2 separate regions of the Sus scrofa genome follow, and region 2 is linked to region 1. A link is a contact called in public HiChIP or PLAC-seq data. All regions are on one chromosome and are shown on one strand. Each heading gives the region's core, a stretch centred on a gene start, on an enhancer-like site or on the middle of the called end of the contact. The rest is flanking DNA. Distances are from core to core; before and after follow the strand shown.

Region 1 (6,977 bases), core at 1,483-3,982:
GATTTCAAAGCCTTTGAACAGAGACAGAGAAACATCTCACGCATAATTTTTGATACTGCTTTCATGTTTCAATAATAATTTGGACACTGTTAAGTAGATGCATTCCTAATTCCTTTTCCTTCCTTTTTTTTTTTTTTTTTTGAATTTTTACAGCAGCTTTATTCACAGCGGCCGAAACTTGTAAGCAACCAAGATGCCCTTTAGTAAGTGAATCAGCTCTGGTACATCCTAACAGTGGAATATTACGAAGCACTAAAAAGAATTGAGTTGTTTTGCTTTGTTTTTCTTTTCTTTTTTCTTTTTCCTTTTTTAATGAACTTTCCATGTTTTTTAATGTGGCTAATAGCAAATTTTAAATGACACAGGTGGCATGCATTCCACTTTTTGGGACAGCACTGCTTCCGATGGCTCAGGTGCCCACTATTCCTGACACACTGAGTTCCAGTCTCAATGCTCAGGAGTCACAAAATTCCATTCTTCCCTCTTACAGTAGATTATCTCGCCTGTGACCACACACTCTCACACACACGTTAGACCGGAAATATGTTCCCCTCCAAATCTGACGGTTTTGCCTGCCTTTGCCCCCTTCTCTCTCCCTTTTGCCACCGCAAGGGAGGTGCTTCTTCTCTGTCAAAGGCCCTTTCCTCCATGTGCGTGCTGGATCCCAGCCTCCTCCTTCTCAGAGAGACGGTGATCCATGGGTAACCCAACTCTCTCCTGTATCTTCTGCCTCTCCCTTCTGCACTGGCTCCCTTCTAGCAGCATGCCAACATTTCTTTCTTTCTTTCTTTCTTTCGCCACACTCACAGCAGATGGAAGTTCCCAGGCCAGGGACATAGGCCACAGTTGCGGCAGTGCCGGATCCTTTAACACACTGTGCCAGGCTGGGGATGGAACCCATGACTTTGCAATGACCTGAGTGGCTGCAGTCGGATTCCTAACCTACTAGGCCACAGTGGGAACGCCTCCAACAATCTCTAGACTCTTCTAACTTCAAGATGCTACCACCCTCTAACCCTAAAGTCCCATCTAGCTATTCTCTTTCCTCCCTTCACAACAAAATTTCTTAAGAGAGACATTCCTCTCTCCATGTCTTTGCCTTCCAACCACTTCTTCTCTTTTTCTTTTTAGGGCCACACTCCTGGCATATGGAAATTCCCAGTCCAGGAGTCAAATGAGAGCTGTAGCTGCCGGCCAACACCAGAGCCACAGCAACCCGGGATCGGAGCTGTGTCTGCGACCTACCGACCTATACCACAGCTCATGGCAATGCCTGAGTGAAGCAAGGGATCGAACCCACGTCCTCAAGCATCTAGTTGGGTTCCTTACCCCTGAGCCACAATGAGAACTCCCCAACCACTTCTTAACCCACTTCTTTGCAGATTTCATCCCTGTTACTCCTCCAAGACTGCTCTGGTAAAAAATGCCTATGACCTGGAGTTCCTCTTGTGGCGCAGTGGTTAACGAATCCAACTAGGAACCATGAGGTTGCGGGTTCGATCCCTGCCCTTGCTCAGTGGGTTAAGGATCTGGCACTGCCATGAGCTGTGGTGTAGGTTGCAGACGTGGCTCGGATCCCTCGTTGCTGTGGCCCTGGCATAGGCCAGTGGCTGCAGCTCCGATTCGACCCCTAGCCTGGAAACCTCCATATGCCGCGGGAGCGGCCCAAGAAATGCCAAAAAAAGATTAAAAAAAAAAAAAAAAAAGCCTATGACCTTCAAGAGATTAAATTCAAGAGACACTTTCCTGGCTCATCTTCCAGGATCTCCTAATAACAATGAACAGAGCAGACAATTCCTTCAAATATTCTTTTACTTTCCATCAGTTTCTTTCCTTTTTGTAAATACCCCCGTAGCTTCTCCTTCTGATTTCTTGAAATGAGCTCAATCTTTTAAATATACCATCACTCCCCACTAAAAACTTCTTAGTTTCCCTCTTATTTTTAAGATAAAATCCCAAATCCTTACAGACCTACCACGCTCTTCATGAGCTAGTCTGGTCCATGTCCACCTCTCCACTTCTCATGTCTCTGGGTTGCAGACATCCTGCCTTCCTTCTGTTCTCAGAATACAGCACGGCCCTCCTTTTCGTTCTCAGGGACTTTGCAACAGCATCTCATCCTCCCAAGAATGCTTTCCCTCCACGTTACCTTTCTGAGCTATAACTGGTTTAAGTTTGGCCATCACGTCCTCTAATCCCTTAACTGAGTCCCGCCTCCCGGTTCGGCAGCGTTTCTCAATACTCTGGCTGCTTTCCGACTGCACTTCGCTCGGTTGTGACCTAACCCGCCTCCTAACGACTGGGATCTTCCTCTCCATCTGGCTCCCAAATGGTTACCTCCCCACTTATTCTGAACACACCACTTCCCGCCTGAAGGGACGTGCCCAAGCCTGGTCCCGGATTCCGTCCCCGCTTTGCGGTGCCAGCGAGACCTTGCTCCGCTCCGGGGTGGGCGTTCCGGAGCTGAGAGGGAGGAACCAACGAGCGGCCGACTCTCGACCCCGGCCTTGGTTCCCGTGTGGAAGGGCCTGGAGCGGCTGCGACCCCATCCCTGGGGCCCTGGGCCAAAGGCGGGTCCCCCGCGCGATGACAGCAGCCACACGCCGCTCGCTTTACAGACGAGCCCGGGGGAAAAAAAAACCCGGAACAAGTAAAAATCGCTTTCACCTACCGTCCGAACGCGTCCTCGCCTGCCTTCCAATCCGGAAGTGCCGGGGTTGTAGAAGCGGAAGTAGTTGTGCGTCACTTCCGGGCCCCGCCCCCGTCCGGCATCGCGCTGTCGCAGCAGCACGTAGGCCCCCAGGCTGTGACTCCCGCGCTGCTTTCTCCCGGTTTTGTTTCTGGGGTCTTGCGGGGTGGAATAGAGCAAGACCTAAAAATAAGAGAGTGGGACAGAGCCCCTCCATTGACTTGCTACATCATGCTTGCATTCCGTTTATTCAACAGGTTGTTTTTTGTTTTGTTTGTTTTTTGGCTGAGTTCCGTTCATAGTCGAGGGGTGAACGGGGTGGTTAACCCGAGGAAGACGAAGAACAAACACATAAAAAGAATTTAACATTATCATACAAGGAAAATGGAACAGGGTAATGTGATGGAGAAAGACGCGACAGTGAGTGCTAAGCTGGATAGTAGGGAAGGCTCTTGGACAAGTGACATGTGAGTTTTTCCAAATGAAGAGGGTGGGAAAAAATCTACAGGGAAGAGTGTTCCAGGCTGGGAGCAAATAGAGAGGACCTGAACTTGGTTGTTGGAGGAACGGAAAGAAGGCCAGGGTGGCCGAGCACAGTGAATGAGGGGCAGGGCAGTAGGTGAGGTCAGCCGGTGCAAGGTTAAATGGGTAGAGCTAAAGAAGCCTTGAAGATCTATCCTGAGTCTCCCATTTCCACTGAGTCCTGAAGAAACTGAGCTTATGACTGAAAGTAAAGCTGTAAGCAGGCCGTTAAGTCCAGTCCAGTCCATGCCACTCAAACTTTTAGCATTATTGCATAGTAAACATAATCACACCAACAAGAGTTCTCATTTAATCCAATAACAACCCCATGTTTCAGGAATCTTTATTAGGTAGTGTCAGCCTTGCCTTGTGTGTAAGAAAACTAGGGCTTCATGTAACTTGTCCCAGGGGACTTGTGCGGCTCCAGCTAGGATTCAAACTTGGGATCTACTCCAGTATCCTGCTCCTTGCTCTATACCATCTGGCTCCCTCTGTGTGAGCTGCCAAGCATCTTTAATTAAAAAGTGCACAGGAGTTCCCGTCGTGGCGCAGTGGTTAACGAATCCGACTAGGAACCATGAGGTTGCGGGTTCGGTCCCTGCCCTTGCTCAGTGGGTTAACGATCCGGCGTTGCCGTGAGCTGTGGTGTAGGTTGCAGACGCGGCTCGGATCCCGCGTTGCTGTGGCTCTGGTGTAGGCCGGTGGCTGCAGCTCCGATTCGACCCCTAGCCTGGGAACCTCCATATGCCGCAGGAGCGGCCCAAGAAATAGCAACAACAACAACAACAAAAGACAAAAAGACAAAAAAAAAAAAAAAAAGTGCACAACCTGTATTTCTGTGGAAGTCTGGAATTGAAGCAGCTAGATAAGCCATAAGCATACATAAGACACACACACACACACACACACACACACACACACACACACACACACACACACACACACGTCACCACCCAAGGGCTGCTCTTGGATGAGCAGATGCAAGTCTGCCTGGTTTCCTTGGGAAATTTAGTGCTGGTGTTGTCCACTGTTGGTATGTAAGGCTTTGAAGTGCTAGTTTGTTGTCTGTGCAGATTGCTCTGTGGTGAACCCCTTCCCCAGGGCCTTATGGATATTTGTACATTTTTTTATTCAAAGTTTTATTTATTTGATTTTATTGCTTTTTAGGGCCACACCCACAGCATATGGAGGTTCCCAGACTAGGGACTAAATCGGACCTGTAGCTGCCAGCCAACACCACAGCCACAGCAACGTGGGATTCGAGCTGCGTCTCCAACCTACACCACAGCTCAAGGCAATGCCAGATCCTTAACCCACTGAGCAGGGCCAGGGTTCAAACCTTCGTCTTCATGGATGCTAGTCAGATTTGTTAACTGCTGAGCCACGACGGGAACTCCCTATTTAAAAAATTTTAATTGACGGAGTTCCCGTCGTGGCGCAGTGGTTAACAAATCCGACTAGGAACCATGAGGTTGCAGGTTCGGTCCCTGGCCTTGCTCAGTGGGTTAACGATCCGGTGTTGCCATGAACTGTGGTGTAGGTTGCAGACGTGGCTCGGATCCCGCGTTGCTGTGGCTGTGGCATAGGCTAGTGGCTACAGCTCCAATTAGACCCCTAGCCTGGGAATCTCTATATGCCGCGGGAGTGGCCCAAGAAATAGCAAAAAAACAAAAATAAATAAATAAATAAATAAATAATTTTAACTGAGGAGTTCCCACTGTGGCACAGCAGAAATGAATCCAACTGGGAACCATAAGGTTGTGGGTTTGATCCCTGGCATTGCTCAGTGGATTAAGGATCCTGTGTTACTATGGCTGTGGCGTAGGCCAGCAGCTGTAGCTCTGATTCGACCCCTAGCCTGGGAACCTCCATATGCCGCGGGTGTGGTCCTAAAAAGACAAAAACAAAATTATAAATGGCACCAGTTGCACAGATGTTTAAAAAAAATTAATTGAAGTATAGTGGTTTATAACGTATTAGTTTTAGATGTACAGCAAAGTGATTCAGTCTATCTATCTTTTCAGATTCCTTTCCCTTATAGATTATTACAAAATATTGAGTGTAGTTCCCTGTGCTGTACAGTGTGTCCCTGTTGGTTATCTATTTGATACACAGTAGTGGGTATTTGTTAATCCCAAACTCCTAATCTATCCCTCCTTACTCCCCTTCCCCCCTTGGCAACCATAAGTTTGTTTTCTATGTCCGTGGGCCTCTTTCTGTTTTGTATATATGTTCATTGATATGTTTAAAAATTTATCTATTTATTTTGGCTGCACCCACAGCATGTGGAAGTCCCCAGGCCAGGAACCAAACTTGCAACAAGCTGCTGCAGTGACAGTGCTGGATGCTTAACCCGCTGCACCACCAGTGAACTCCTTTTTTTTTTTTTTTTTTTTTTTGATTCCACATATAAGCGATATCACATGATATTTGCCTTTCTCTTCTGGCTTACTTCACTTAGTGTGAGACTCTCTAGGTCCATCCATGTTGCTGCAAATGGCTTTATTTCATTGATATTTGCACATTTAATGAAGATGGTGATTGGGTAAATGACCCCACAAAAGGTTGGAACTAGGAGGTAGACTAGAGATCATCCAGGCTAGTTGTTCCCAAAACACTGCATTCCATCCCCTGGGAAGCTCTTAAAAAGTGCAGATTCCCAACTTTGCATACGGACTGCATTTCAGGAGCTATTTTATTGTCTCATAATAAAATCCATAGACATGATAATAGTACTGTGGTCTGTACAAGTTCCTTGTTCTTGGCAGATACACATATTTAGGGTCAAATATGATACTGTCTGCAGTTATTTTCAAAATGATTCAGCAATATATACATGTGCATCCATGTACACACACACACACACATACACACACACAGAATGTGGTAGACACTAAATACCAGTGAATCTAGCTGAAGTCTATATGGGCTTTCATTATACTCTTCTTCCAAAGTTGCTGTAGCTTTGAATATTAAAAAAAAAAAAAAAAAAGGAGTTCCCATCGTGGCTCAGCAGAAATGAATCCAACTAGGAACCATGAGGTTGCAGTCTCATCCCTGGCCTCATTCAGTGGGTTAAGGATCCGGCGTTGCTGTGAGCTGCGGTGTAGGTCGCAGACGCAGCTCAGATCTGGTGTTGCTGTGCCTCTGGCATAGGCCTGCAGCTTAGCTCCAATTAGACCCCTAGCCTGGGAACCTCCATATGCTGCAGGTGTGGCCCTCAAAAGATGAAAGACAAAAAAAAAAAAAAAAAAAAAAAATCCGAAGAGGAGGGAGGAGATTTTTAAAAATGCAGATTCCCAGAAACCTTTCCAGATATTCTGATTCAGTGAATCTGTATTTTTTCAACGTCCCTCTATTCTGCGGCTCAGAGTGGGATGCCTTAGATTTCGTCCAACTCGACTTTCCTCCCTACCCGTTTCACAGAAGAATACACTGAGGACAGAGGTGACTAATTTGAGACACCCAGTGCATTAACAGTCATATTAGACCTGGAATTCGGATCTCTATTCGTCTGGAAATATGTAGCGCTCTTTGCCGCAGCGCGCGCGTGTGGCGCAGGGAGAAGCGGGAAGGGCAGTGAGTGGTGTCGGGGTAAATGAAAGTCAAGGGTAAAGTCCTTCTAGAGCCCTGTAGCTTTTAACACGGTCCAGTGGTGATGCTTGGGTTTTTCTCAGAGCTGTTTACGAAAACAAGACCTCTATGTAGGCCACCAATAAGTTTCCTAAAAGTAAAACCACCAAAAGCGTTCCAGCGCCGTTGGCGT
Region 2 (6,977 bases), core at 2,665-5,164, 240 kb after region 1:
CAGTCTCAGCTTTACCCTCTGCACCGTCCTGGTCTTCCTTAAACTCCTAGAATGTACCACGTTCCCTCGCTCCTCAGGGCCTTTGCACATGCTATTCCACAGCCATGTCCCCCACCCTCCTGCCACACTCATCCTTGAGAGCTGGGCTCACCTACTGCGTCCTCAGAAGAGCCTTTCCCCACCTCCTCTCTCCTCCCTGTCAAACCAGGGCCCCTGTTCTTGGCCCTCCTAGCACCCTCATTCTCCTCTGTGACACTCAGTGAAATAAGACATACAGCATGTAATTCGCTGTGTGATGTCTGTCTTCCCCATTAGATTGGAAGAGATGGAAGAGCCTGTCCCCTACAGCACAGGACCACGTCTGGCACAAAGTAAATGTTCAACAAATACTTGTAAGATGAATGAATAACAAATGATGGAATTATCCTTTTCCATGAGCTGCCCACCACGGGCCCCCACATTCACAAGGCACTCACTTAAAAAACTGACCACTGAGTAGCTGTCAGGTAGCTTGGTTCTGAAGATACAAAGATGAGCCAAGCCCCTGAAGAGGCAGAGACTAATGGAAGAGACAAAAGTGTAAAACCGCAAATCCAAACCTATATTTGTAGTTCAGAAGAGGCACGGACAAAGGGCTATAAGGGGACAAAACAAGAAGAAAGACTGCCATGGCCTTCAGCGAGGGGAAGGCAGGCAGAGAAGCGGCAGTGCTTCACGAGATGCATCTGAGCAGAGGAGCAAGGACGTATCCGGAGCTTCTAAAAATTAGCGGGTCCCCGAGTCTGCTCTTGCACATGCGTGCGTGATGAGGGGTTGGTTGCAGCACCCGACCTGGGGGGCTCCTCCGGCCCGAACACTCCACACTAACAACCACACTGAATCGTTACTGTACACCTGGCAGGTCAGTATGCCAAGTTCTCGCGTGAATTTCCTCACTTCTCCACACAGCAGTGGCATCATTCCCCTCCTCCTTTTTTTTTTTTAATTTTTAGGGCTGCACCTGAAGCATATATAGAACTTCCCAGGCGAGGGGTCAAATCTGAGCTGTAGCTGCCTGCCTACGCCACAGCCACAGCAATGCCAGACCCAAGCTACATCTGCAACTTATGCCACAATGCTGGATCCTTAACCCACTGAGCGAGGGCTGGGGTCAAACCCGAACCCTCATGGATACTTGGGTTCTTAACCCACTGAGCCACAATGAGAACACCCATCCTATTTTAAGATGACAGCACTGTTTCCAACAATAATGCTACAATCCCATTTAGTAATTGTATCCTTTTTTTTTTTTAATTTTTTTATTTTTTGCTTTTAGGGCCACACCTGTGGCATGTAGAAGTTCCCAGGCTAGGGGTCCAGTCAGAGCTGCAGCAGCAGGCCTACTGCCGTAGCCACAGTCAACACAAGACCCGAGCCTTGTCTGCAACCTTCACCACAGCTCACGGCTACGCCAGATCCTTAACCCACTGAGCGAGGCCAGGGATCGAACCCACATCCTCAAGGATACTAGTCAAGTTCATTACCACTAAGCCACAATGAGAACTCCTGGTTAGGAAACACCCTGTATAGTCTGACCCCTACTATGTTTTGCATTGTCTTCTAGAAGAACATACACCAAAACGTTACCCAGTGTTACCTCTGAGTATGGCATTCACGCGTACTTTTTTTTTTTTTACTACTTCCCAAATTTCCTATAATAAACCACTTTTTTTAAAGAAACAAGACATTCTGCATAGTGTTAGAAACAGCGTAATTTAAGCTGTCAAGATCTTTGTAAACCTAGTATATTAGCTACTCATCCCAAGTTGAGGCTATGAGCAAATGTGATCAACATATATACACAATGCTTATTCAAGACAAACAAAAACGTAGGTGTGGACAAGGCCACAGCAAAAGACTGTCACCACCTTCTTAACATCCTTTTGATACAGTGTCTCAAGCAATCATGAAACCTGATATCAGCAACAACAACAAAAAAAAGACAAAAGACAAAAAAAAAAAAGTTCAAAAATCTAAAAAAAAAAAAAAAAACCTGATATCTTACATTTACCTATTCAATCCATCCCACAAAATTTTAGCAAGTGCTTTCTATGTGTTAATTACTAAGTACTTGGCACAAGCACCCTAATGACCTCCTGATACAGCGATTCTATTACCCACAACGGAGCCAGTATGACTTTATTTTTGAATCGCTGACATTTATTGAGTGCTCCTATGGATCAGAAAATGTACAGTCTTTGAGCGTATTATCTCATTTAATCTTTATAATAACCTCATACGAAGTGGAAATGACTGTTCTCCATTTATGGATAGGAAGAGTAACGATCAGAGAGGTGACGTGACTTCTCTAGGGTCACAGAGCTTAGCATGTTGCAAAGCTCACATGGAATCCAAATCCATCCTGCTCCAAATCCTGTGTTCCCAACTGGCTCTTCTGTAGTTTCCCTTCCCCCTCCGGCACAGATGCAGCTACACCACCGCCCAGGTGAAAACTTTACTCACAGTCTCTAAATCCTAAAGCTGAATATCACACACACACACACACAAATCCGGAAGATAACACAGTGGGCGTTGGATGATGGGAGCTTACCTGAACTCAATGAATTTCAGCATCACCACGTTGTTTGAAAGGAAAAGAACCAATTAAACTTTGGCATTTAATTTTTCAAAAGAATTAAGTGTTGCTTTTTCGAGAAAACACACATAAACACACTTTCCTTGCCTTCAAGCTGTAGCCGTCCTGGTTTTTATGACAACGTATGAATTTTCTGCTTCTCCTCTTTTCTAGGAGCCTAGTGAACCACCTTAAAAACCGATTTTCAGCTTTGGCTTGGGTTAAATGTAGGGCATCTTTCTCTCACCTAATGAGGTGACCACATTGACTAGGTGTATTTTCTCTTCCCTTCATTGCACGTGGGTGAAAATACATCCCATCTTGGAAAACTTCAAAAAACTCTCTAGTTTCCAGTTCTCATTCCGGAAACAAACGACCCTTAGAGTCGAGAAAACGGCGGCTAAGATAAGTTTAGAGACACGGCTGGTGAGTGACGGGGCTGGGGCTTCCGCCCAAGCGTCAGTCCCCAGTTTCTCTGGGAGGCAGCCTCAGGTCCCCGCCGCTACCTCCGACTAGCAGCCCGAGCCGGCCCCCACCCCTCCACACCCACTCCGTTCCCTCCGAGACCCCCTCTCCGCAGGATGGTGTCCGGGTCTCAGACCCGCGCTGCTCAGCGACTCCTCCAGAAGCTGCCCGACGCCTGGCTTTGCCCCCTGAACTTCGAACCCCGACCAAAAGGCAAGGCGGCAGCTCACGGCGCGCAGCGGCCCCGGGTGCGAACGAATCTGAAATCGGGGCAGAACTCACCTGCCTCGCCTGCGCCGGGCGGGGCCTGGAGAACGTCCTGGGGGCTGCGGCGCGGGGCTCGGGAACGTGGAGGAGCGCTCCACCGGCGGCTGCCATGCCGGCAGAAAGGCGCGTCTGGGTCTCTCGAACCGGCCCCGCCGCTCGGCTCGGCCCCACGTGGGACGCGCGCGAGGACCCCGCGTAGCTGCCCCGCAGGGTCCTGCGCCCGCGCCCCTTCCGGGTCCCGGAAGGTCTGCAAACGCACGGCCCGCGCCGCTCGGGGCTGGGGCCGCAGCGCGTGGGGGGCTGCCCCGCTTGAGCCCCTCGTGGCCTGGCCTGCGGCAGAGGTGCCAAGTCCCACTCGACCCCAGAGTTCATGCTTGTGCAGCTCTTTGAATTCCTCCAGAAGAAAAGGCGTGCCTGGTCTAACCAGCATTCCTTCCTTTGCCACCGGGTTACTCTTTCCCCAGCATTTAGTTGCCCCGGGAGGTCCCTAAAGGGGCCTGGGGCTCGATCACCCGGTGGGGATCCTCGCGGCTGCGTGCCCCTTGCCCACCCGCGGTCCAGCCCGCGGAGGAGGCGCGTTTTTTACAGGCAGCGCCTTGGCCACCTGGCAGGGCTGGGTCGCCTAGCAACGGCGGGGTCCTTCCTGGCTCGGCGGCGCTCCGGGCCTAAGGGGAAGAAAACCGCCGCGGAGGGCGCTGGGGGCCGGCGGCCGCGGTGCAAGAGGCGGCAACCGGACGGCGACGCGGAGTTGGCGCGCCCGGGGTCCGGCTTCAGCCTCTGAGGGGAGATGAATACGGCCGACAAGGCCCGGGTGGGGCCCGCGGCCGACCGGCCTGCGCCGCCGAGGAAGAAGAGGGCGAGGCGGGCGGGAAGGGGCCGGTGGCGGACCCGGCCCCCGGGCCCAGCGCCGCGTTCCGCCTCCTGGTGACTCGGCGGGAGCCGGCCGTGAGGCTGCAGTATGCGGTGAGCGGCCTGGAGCCGCTGGCGTGGTCCGAGGACCACCGCGTGTCGGTGTCCACCGCCCGTAGCATCGCTGTGCTGGAGCTCATCTGCGACGTGCACAACCCGGGCCAGGACCTGGTTATCCACCGCACCTCCGTGCCCGCGCCTCTCAACAGCTGCCTCCTCAAAGTAAGTCATCCCCGGGCCCCAGCCCTGGGATCTCCTCCTACTCCCCTCCCGCGGCCGCGTCACCGGTCCCTGGGGAATCCCGACCCACGCCTAGTCCCGGGATTCCCCTCCTTGCACCCAGCGCTTGGGGATAAGCCGCTAGGGTCATCGTAGCTTAAAACAACAAACAACAAATCTAGCCTTTTGTGCTCCGTTTCCCGGATCTCACACTTCCTCCTGACACAAATACACGTGTATTTCGGGAGCTCCCTCTCGGAGCCAGCTTCTTCCCTCACCCCTGCGTCGGGCCGGCTGCTAGTGTAGATTTTCTTTCCTTGGTCTTTTCTGAGGCTCCACCCCCTGTTGACCCAACCCCAGACCTGCCTCGACCGTCGCTCCTATTGTCTGGGGCTTGCTCCCCGAGGACCTCGGCTGGCTTTGTTTACTGTGATGTGCCCTCTCCCTGCGCCTCTTTGGCTTTGGAGGAGAAAAATTGGCTTGCTCCATCGTCTTACCTGTTTCAGTGACTTTATTATGAAATGGTCCTTGTTTCTCATCTTGGGCAGATGGATAAATAAATATGGATGTAGGGGTTAGTACTCCAGTTTTTCTTCAATAATTGAAATTTTTTCGGATGTGGCATGAAAAAATAAGGCCTCTGGAAATTCTTAAACTTCAGTGCAGTTTTAAACTTCAAGCCCAAGATCTCCGTGTAGATTTAGTGCTTTTGGCTTCATATTAACAAAGTTTGCCTTCAGAACTTCAGGGCTCCTGAAGTTTTATTGTTTTATCATCACCATTTTCAATTTTTTTTTTTTTTTTTTTTTTTTTTTTTTGTCTTTTTAGGACCGCATCCTGGGCATATGGAGGTTCCCAGGCTAGGGGTCGAATCAGAGCTGTAGCCACTGACTTACACCACAGCCTCCTCAGATCTTTGCTGCATCTTCAACCTACACCACAACTCACAGCAATGCTGGATCCTTAACCCACTGATCGAGGCCAGGGATCGAACCCCCAACCTCATGGTTCCTAGTCGGATTCATTTCTGCTATGCCACGACGGGAACTCCCAAATTATTTTTTTTAAGTCTTCAGTCGTATTGTTTGTTCATTTTAATAGTTTAAAAGTATTAAAACTTTCTCCATTTTCTTTATGAATCTGTAGGCATTTATACAATTACCAAAGTGTATATCTTTCAGGACATTTTTGAATACCACTTTGGATAAGCTAGGCACCAGTCTAGGCTCTGGAAGTAAAGCATTGTGAAAAACAAAGACCCTGGCCTCGTGGAGCTTACATTCTTTTGGCAAGTCATGACCAAATAACGGTGTCACACTAGATAGTGATAAGCCGTGTCAAGATGTCTCTGTATACAGAGAACATATTTATGTGAGTGAAGTTGGGTTTTTTTTTTAACTTACTCTGCACAGCTGTTTAACAAGTGAATCATTAACTGTGGGTAGGGTTCGGGGAACCTGCACCACTTGTCAGCATTCCTGATTTAAGTTTGAAACGGACAGTTGATGTTGAATTAGATCATTGGTAAACCAGTATGGTTAAGCACTCATGTCATTGGTCAACTTGTATGATTGTGCACCCGTTGGTTCAAGTATAAACAAATCAGGGGGATAGATGGTGGTAATGCTATGGAATTTAGAAACACCTAAGGAGGGAAGCAGAACAGAGGGATCTGAAAAGGTGTATCCTCTGCTGAAAAGGAGTTTACTGTTGCTAAGGATGCTCATATGCACAGTCAACTAGAAGAAATTTTAAGTGTGTCGCACTCATCAAGGAAGGTTATTTGGTGGTAAATCTGCAGCAGACCTTGGGGGTCCGGGGGGGAGTAAGGTTTGGGTTGTAGGAGGAAGGGAGGAAAGCGTCCCGCAGGTAGTGGGAAGGAGGTGCCCATCTCACACACTGCGTCCAAGCCACGAAGGTAACCTGCTGGTGTTTGAGTAAGTAATGACAGCTCATCAGTGGGTGCAGGTAGCTTTCCTGGCGAGTCAGAGAAAGTAAGGTGGGGCCAGTGTGGGGACATGCAGGTCAGTCTGAGGAGGCTGGCTTCAAGCTACGAAGCCTTGAGTGCTATGATAGTATCTTAAACGTGGATGACCTGGTAAAGCTCATGAATGTGAATCTGGCTGGAGTAGAGGCAGGAAGATGATGGTGAAGAGTCAGGATAAACTAGGGATTAAGAGATTGAGCTTTGGCACAGGATAGCAAGATGGGCCTCTCCATAAAGGGAGGATAATAAACTTATTTAGAATTTTTGGGAGTTCCCCTTGTGGCACAGTGGTTAACGAATCCGACTAGGAACCATGAGGTTGAAGGTTCGATCCCTGGCCTCGCTCAGTGGGCTAAGGATCCGGTGTTGCCATGAGCTGTGGTGTGGGTCGCAGATGCGGCTCGGATCCCACGTTGCTGTGGCTGCGGTGTAGGCCGGTGGCTATAGCTCCGATTAGACCCCTAGCCTGGGAACCTCCATATGCCCAGGGTGTGGCCCTAGAAAAGACACACACAC

The links. HiChIP or PLAC-seq counts read pairs in DNA pulled down with a chosen protein or histone mark.
Region 2: a contact with region 1 is called in an H3K27ac HiChIP or PLAC-seq map of alveolar macrophages. The contact joins the promoter of DDX31 here to the promoter of TTF1 in region 1. A contact is called at or near these places in 1 of 5 promoter capture datasets (liver), 5 of 47 Hi-C or Micro-C datasets (embryonic fibroblasts, fetal skeletal muscle, heart right ventricle and 1 more) and 2 of 2 datasets of contacts at active chromatin or transcription factors (alveolar macrophages and skeletal muscle).

Annotation. Positions count from the first base shown.
Region 1 is chr1:272,209,772-272,216,748 of Sscrofa11.1, forward strand. It overlaps TTF1 (transcription termination factor 1), which reads right to left and starts at 2,733. Exons shown (of 12, transcript XM_021070753.1): 1 at 2,672-2,733. CFAP77 (cilia- and flagella-associated protein 77) reads left to right here and starts at 6,810. Exons shown (of 7, transcript XM_021085476.1): 1 at 6,810-6,822. The coding sequence starts at 6,810.
Region 2 is chr1:272,450,481-272,457,457 of Sscrofa11.1, forward strand. It overlaps DDX31 (probable ATP-dependent RNA helicase DDX31), which reads right to left and starts at 3,915. Exons shown (of 20, transcript XM_003122262.5): 1 at 3,362-3,915. The coding sequence starts at 3,718. It overlaps GTF3C4 (general transcription factor 3C polypeptide 4), which reads left to right and starts at 4,008. Exons shown (of 6, transcript XM_001929441.4): 1 at 4,008-4,188; 2 at 4,191-4,477. The coding sequence starts at 4,134.